Regions from separate parts of the Mus musculus genome. Here region 1 is linked to region 2. The links are chromatin contacts, called in public Micro-C maps. All regions are on one chromosome and are shown on one strand. Each heading gives the region's core, a stretch centred on a gene start, on an enhancer-like site or on the middle of the called end of the contact. The rest is flanking DNA. Distances are from core to core; before and after follow the strand shown. Region 1 holds the start of Poc5 (POC5 centriolar protein). Region 2 has its middle 42 kb from the start of Poc5.

Region 1 (3,682 bases), core at 298-2,797, 41 kb before region 2:
TAGACTGAGGAGGCATTGACCTCTTGGGGTAATACGAAAGAAATGGGGATGGATGGGATTCCCCATTGTGGTAAAAGAACTGCTATCCTGCAGACCAAACACAACTGCACACACTTTTAGAATATAAACATATGTATTTTCTAGAAGGATTTTTAGATTCAAACATGATTTCAAAGGAGTTCATAATCCTAACAGAGGACTGCTCTGAGAAGAGGAACCTAAAACTGCTAGCTTTTAAGGAACAGTGAAGTGTCAGGAGAAAGATGGGAGGCAGCCAGAACACCGGAATTGTGTGGAGAGCAGTATGAGGGTCACTGGCCAGAAGGGGGCAAGGAAGGCCCCCAGCATGCAGATCAGGAGGCTGCCTTGACACCCGTGACAGTTTCAGCTGCCCCTGGAGCAGGCCTCAATTATAGTTTGCTAAGAAAACAATTGAGATAAAGACACTGAAGAAGAAGGGAGAGATGCAGGGAAAACCACAGAATAGAAAGCCAGGGTGCAGCCAGAATTGTGCAAAGGGAATTTCTCTTTTATTCAGCATTGGTATGGTTCCAGAGGATAAGTAAACTAAGTCTGAGCTGTGACTGTCTTTCATTAAGCCATGCAGGGAAGATAAAATAGGCATGGATCTGCATCGAAGAATGAACACTTCACTAGTCTCAAATCAACCACTGTGGTAATTTGATCCGTTTTAATTTTAATTACATTTTCCCTTATGACTTGTTTGCAGACCTGGTAGGCAACCAGAGTTGGGAATTGTGGATTATTTTAGTAACAAATGAGCTGGTATGATCAGACGCCAAAATTGTTTCTTAAAAACATATTGCGGTCAGAAAGCGATCGGACTTTTGGAAAATACGTTATCTGCCATTTATCCCTGCTCTTTGCAAACAGGCAGGAGAAATAACGTGAGACGAAAACAGTAGCATTTCTTCAGTTTCTGGGTTCAGAAGAATGGTGCTTTAGAGGGTGACACGCACCATTCCACTACATTCTCGGCACTCTTTAACCTAAGCTGAAACCACAAGATACTTTGAATGCTTCTCTTTGCTACTGGTACAACTTAACTGAAAAGCGGACTCGGGGAATTCAAACGCAATCTCTAAGAGGCGGAGAACGAACCAACGTGTAGCTGGCCGCAAGGTGACTTCTCCCGTCTTAACTGCACGCAAAGAGAGGGCGAGCACCAGGCCCTTCCAAGTTTTCTTTCACCATCCTCCAATCCGGCCCCATTTAAATCTAATTCTTTCTTAATAAAAAACAACGTTCTGTTTGGCTATGTCCCCACGTCCTAAAGAACAGGACCTACTTAGTTCGCATCACTTGTGTCTTCTCTTTCTGGCACCTCCAGGGACGATGCTCCCAATCCTGCCAGGGAGGAACCGGCCTGGGCGCCGCCACCGGGATCCACCGTCTCGGCGAAACCTCGGCTCCTGACTCGCTGCGACAGACGGCGTCGCCGCCGCAACCAAAGCAAGCACAGCGGCTCCCCTAGCAGCCACTTGACAGTTTCAAACTGAGGGCCCTGATGAAAGACAGCCCTAACTATTGGTCCACAGCTTCAGCAATCTTAAACTTGATTGGTCCGTGGTAAGTGGGCGGAGCCCAAGGTATCTCCGCGGGACAAGCCGGAAGTAGGAGATTTACAGGCAAAAGCCGGCCCAGAGTTCCCAGAACAGAGCGCATGCTCGGTGCTGCTCTGTGCCTGAGGACTACTACGGGGCGGCACTGCAGACAAATTTAATTATCTTCGCAAATCTGTGAAAGCTGAGTGCTGTTTATTTTCAACAATGAGGATGACATAGGCATAAAGCCTCGAGATTTCGTTTCATGCACAGATAACAGGCCGCAAGGCCACTGGCCCGGCAGCTGCTCTCTTAAAAACACAAATGTCCGATGCCCTCTATTGATTTCTTTAGTTTTGGGTTAGGGAGTTTAACGAATAATGTAATTATGAGGATGAGGGTATAACAAACTGCCAGCCTAAGTTTTTTGTTTTTTGTTTGCTTGTTTGTTTGTTTTTGACTTGCAACTCCAGGGCATTTCCCTTGGTTTATTCTGTGTGGGGTATTCAAAAATTTAAACATAGATCCTAACTTTGGTGACATCTCAGCTAAAATAAAATACAGAAGGCTAAACAGGGAGAATCCAGTGTAATTCACTTCTAAATCCATAGCAACGTAATTTAATACTGTAAAATTGTTTACTATCACAGACCCAACAGATAATTCCCAAAGTAGCCCTTGGCAGCTACTTTAAACCAACATGACTGAGTCTAACCAGCCTAAGTTTTACTGATGACCTAACTGCTGTAAGCTGCAAACAGAAACTTTTGGTGGAATATCGCGACCTTAAAAGACAGAACACAATTACAACTTAAAACTTGGCTTTAGTAAGTACTCATTAACACCTTCGGTAATGCTACCCACATAATACGGTCTAGGGAGATAAAATGAGTTAATATATTAAAACAGACATTTCGGACCCCAGACTAGAAAAGAATAATCTGTTCGATCCCCCCCACCCCTTTTGTAACCTACATGATGTCACTTTCTTTTTTCTGTATACGGAAGTGGCACAGCTGCAGCCTCACCTACTTCTGTTTGTCAAGAGTTAGACTTTTATTATCTTTTAAAAGTTATGCTCTCTCTCTCTCTCTCTCTCTCTCTCTCTCTCTCTCTCTCTGTGTGTGTGTGTGTGTGTGTGTGTGTGTGTGTGTGTGTGGTGAGGGGAAATAGTCTCTATTTTCACCACGTGTGACCTGACTTGGGGGTTGAACGCAGGTCATAAGGCTTGGTGGTAAGTGCTTTTACCCATTGAGCCATTTCACTGGCTCTTATATTTGAATGATAACGAAGAAGATCACAAAAAATTTTTGTTGGCATTAGCTGTGTTGATTTCCTCCCCTAAGCTTATTTTAAAAGACAAATTACTACCACTAGAAATAATTTTATACTTCGTTCTAATAATTGTTGTTCAGTTGAATACTACATGGTGACCCTGTTGTGTTTTATAAAAGGAGCAGGGGTGGTGGTGGCAGAGGTGGTGGCAGGGGTGGTGGAAGGGAGCATTTCAACGGGCCCTGCCAAGGTGTCCCCCAGAACAACCAACCCATGTGACAGGCCAAGTATAAAAGGGAGTTTATTTGGGACCTGGGGGAGGGGGTAGAGGCAGAGAAAGGGGAACAGAGAGAGGAGAGAGGAAGAGGGGAAGAGGAGAAGAGGAGAGAGGCCAGCTGGGAACATGTGAGAGGGTGGGAGGGAGGGAAGGAAGGAAGGAAGGAAGGAAGGAAGGAAGGAAGGAAGGAGGGAGGGAGGGAGGGAGGAAGGAAGGAAGGAGGAAGGGAGGGAGGGAGGGAGGGGGAGGGGGAGAGAGAGAGAGAGAAAGAGAGAGAGAGAGCATTTGAAGCTAGGCTGGTACCTGGTTATTGCTAGGTAACTGTTGGGCAGAGCCTAGAGGAAATGCTAGCAGACCCCTGCCACTGTAATCCAGTTTTTTCTTCCTCATCTTTGTATGTGTGCTACTGTGTGTGGAGGCCAGAGGTCAATGTCAGGTGTCCTCTTCGGTTATACCACATCTTATTTTTTGAGACATGGTCTCTCACTGAAACGGGAGCTCATTGATTTGGCTCCTGTAGCTGGATAATGAACAACAGCTTGTGATGCAGGGATTTCAAAAGTAA
Region 2 (3,601 bases), core at 199-2,698:
TAGTTAGGGCTTCTATTCCTGCACAAACATCATGACCAAGAAGCAAGTTGGGGAGGAAGGGGTTTATTCGGCTTACACTTCCATACTGCTGTTCATCACCAAGGAAGTCAGGACTGGAACTCAAGCAGGTCAGAAAGCAGGAGCTGATGCTGAGGCCATAGAGGGATGTTCTTTACTGGCTTGCTTCCCCTGGCTTGCTCAGCCTGCTCTCTTATAGAACCTGAGACTACCAGCCCAGAGATGGTCCCACCCACAAGTGGCCTTTCCACCTTGATCACTAATTGAGAAAATGCCTTACAGTTGGATCTCATGGAGGCATTTCCTCAACTGAAGCTCCTTTCTCTGTGATAACTCCAGCTGTGTCAAGTTGACACAAAACTAGCCAGTACAACTGTGAAGCCTTCCTGGGAGCCTGGTGTGTCTTACTTGCTCACTTGCAGAGCACAAGCAACTTTGCACTCTTGACTGGCTCCTGAGAGCCCATTCCTAGTGAAACCAAACCTTATAACTTCATTTCAAGCCCCCTGTAATCTGAATGTTCTCTTCACACTTTCAATAGTTCAACACTGTTGTCTGTGACCCCTAAACCAACTCTAAGCCATTCCTTTTCTCAATGCCACATTTCCTCATAATCTATCTTTCAAGACTCATATCAGGATTATTGAAGTATTTTCTTTTTTTTTTTTTTCTTTGACATTAGTGATTTAGGGTCACTCTTTTTTTGACTTTTAAGGATTGTAATTCTGTTCTATATTTTAGCTTTTAAATATGCAAAAATATGAGTAGTGATTTTTGGGTATACTATGTATTGTCTCTCTAATGAAAAACAAGTTCTGGTAAGACTTGGGCTAATGCTTTTTGTTTGTTTGTTTGTTTGTTTGTTTGTTTGTAATGCTGGCATGACTTCAGGTTGAATTGAATTGAAAAGGAGTGAAGTCATACCCTGTGCTTGGTTACTATATAACACAGTTTTTACATAGCTGGTATATACTTCCCACTTTGAAAGATTTCCTTAAATAAAGAAGGTCCAGTGACAGGCCCAACATGGGGATCCAGCTCAAGGGGAGGTCCCAAGGCCTGACACTATTACTGAGGCCATGGAGCACTCACAAAAAGGGACCTAGCATGACCGCCCTTCAAAAGACTCAACAAGCAGCTGAAATCAGATGCTGTTATTTGCACCCAACCAATGGACAGAAGCAGCTGACCCCTGTTGTTAAATTAGGGAAGCTGAAAGAAGCTGAGGAGAAGGGGGATTCTGTAGGAGGACCAGCAGTCTCAATTAATCTGGACCCACGAGATCTTTCAAACATTGGATCACCAAACAGAGAGCATACACCAGCTGGTATGAGGCCCTCAACACACACACAGCAGAGGACTGCCAGCTCTGTGTTCCGTCAAAGAAGATGCACCTAACCCTCAAGAGACTGTGTGGCCCCAGGGAATTTAGAGGTCAGGTGGTGTGGGGGGTGGGGGCATCCATGTGGAGATGGGGTGGGGTGAGGAGGAGGTGTGGAATGTGGAGCAGTTGGATGGTGGATGGGGCGGGGCTGGGCAGGGAATGGAATTTGGAGTGTAAAAAATGAATTACAAATAAAATTAAATTAAAAAAAAGAAAAGTGAAGCTGTTTGTCAGGTGACTCCTGCTTGCTTCCTGGTCCTGTCTGCTTTCCATTCAGCTGCTCTGGGTCTTTTGGTTGGGGAATTGAATTAATTTTTAAAATTATTATTGAAAGGTACATCCTGGTTGCAGTTGTTCTTTCTGTTTATGCTCTTAGTTGTACTTTGTATTCCAGTAATTACAGCTTCATTTGCCTTCTTTCTACAGCCTCTGGGGTATGTTTGTTCCTTTCTTCAGTCTGAAGTATTGCTTCCAGTATTCTCAGCAGGGCTGGTTTCAACACACATTTGTTTAGTACAGTAAATGATTTCCTTAATATGTTGCCACACGTCATTATATTTGCTCATATTCATTCTCTTTGTCTCCTCTTGCCCATCTTATGCTGCCTTCCCAATACTTTTCTCTCCACAGATAATTCCAATTATCTAAAAATATTTTTTAATCTTACTCTGTAATTATACTATTAATTTAGTCATTAAGTATTCCTAATTGAATACAAAGAGAGGCTAATAATAATTACAATTTAAGTGCATGTGGTTACCCATTTCTTATAACTCTAATAAATACCTTTATATTTCATGTAGTTAATATAATTCTATTTTAGATATTAGTAGTAAGAATTGCATCAAAACCACATTTGTTCTGAGGGAAGAGGTGTCTGTGCCTTGTTTATAATCAGATGATAATATCAGCAGTGGATAGTGGTTAATGCAGAAAGTCACAAATGATCAAGGCACCGAGAGTAGGTGCCAGTGAAGTGCTCAGCCACAAATAGGAGATCTGCATCATCTTTCTCTGCAAGGCTGCAGGGACTAACACTGGGTCAGAGAACAGAGAAAGCAAGCAAGGCCCAGAAGCAACCAGTTCACTGGCGTACCAGCTTGCAGAGATGACCAATTCCAGAATATTGTAAAAAGTAACAGTTCAAAGGGACAGACTCACACACCGAGTTAACTATTTTCACCACCTCCAATTCCATTACCGTATAAGCTGGCAGCAAGCTGCATTTAGGGGAGTGGTGGATACCAAGGGATATGTTAGTGCTCAGAGGATATGTTAGCCAGCCCAGGAGAGCTGATTTTTCCTTTGGGGCTACATATGCGCCATTTGACGCTAGAGGAGTTTGTTAATGGTTCTGCTACTGTTGTCAAGTCATCTTTGGAGGAACAATTTAAGGTACCATCACTCGAGTGATGCCAGATGGGTCAATTTGCTCTTTTATTGGAGAATCAGGCTTCACAGGGCTTGATTTGATGCCTTGCTCTGTGGTCTCCTTTAGGCATATGAAATTATGAGCCAATCACAGAGCACTGATTATATGTAGGACTAATAGTAAAACAAAGCCCAGAGGAAAAAAATCTTTCAGGTGTCCCCCCTCTCGTGTTATCTCATCCTTCTTCTTTGGGGCAGCCAGAGTTTGGGTATCTGAATTACATGGTAGCTTTGTTGTATGCTTTTTCTTATTGTCTTCTGATTCTTCACCGTAGACAATCTGTAGGCTTGTCTGAGGTAGTACATAGATTGAGAGCTGCTAAGTGTCCCTGTCAAAGGACAGTGGGGGCTTCTGGTGAGACAAGGACAGAATTTCCGTTCTTTTGTCTTAGAAAATGCCATGTGATAGGTGGGGTGGGACTGGAGTGCCAGACCACGCCTGACTAGCACTTGGGAGACTGACGCCAAAAGATCACTAGTTCAAGGTCATTCTTCGCTACAGAGCAAGTTTGAAGACAATGTCTGTGACAGGAGGCCCTGTCAGATATATCCATACACCCCAAGTAACCGAAGAAGTGGGATCACACCTCATATAACCAGAGCTGAGATTTATTTTAATATATGAGGCTTATAAAAGCCATGCGGTTATTTCTGACTGAGCTATTTTATCTCCATCCTGTGGAAAACATAGTCTAAAAAGTCTCACAGCATTCTTTTATGCAGATAAATATATCTTTCCTTCTTGTATTCCTTCAAGGTTCCCTGCAG

What was found. Hi-C and Micro-C count contacts between places; a contact is called where the count stands out from the background.
Region 1: a Micro-C map of embryonic stem cells shows a contact between it and region 2, with 2.2 times the contacts expected there. The contact joins the promoter of Poc5 here to the enhancer-like site in region 2. A contact is called at or near these places in 5 of 484 Hi-C or Micro-C datasets (embryonic stem cells, epidermal suprabasal cells, extraembryonic endoderm stem cells and 1 more) and 2 of 115 datasets of contacts at active chromatin or transcription factors (the SCID.adh cell line and embryonic stem cells).

The regions. Positions count from the first base shown.
Region 1 is chr13:96,386,159-96,389,840 of GRCm38.p6, reverse strand. It overlaps Poc5 (POC5 centriolar protein), which reads right to left and starts at 1,547. Exons shown (of 13, transcript NM_026173.3): 1 at 1,310-1,547.
Region 2 is chr13:96,344,643-96,348,243 of GRCm38.p6, reverse strand. No RefSeq gene overlaps it. Among named protein-coding and RNA genes, the nearest start is that of Poc5, 42 kb to the left of the region's middle. Within about 2 kb of position 1,448, at least 6 of the 459 cell types and tissues checked have an H3K27ac peak or open chromatin away from gene starts, as enhancers often do. A contact at or near this core is called in embryonic stem cells, where this site is marked.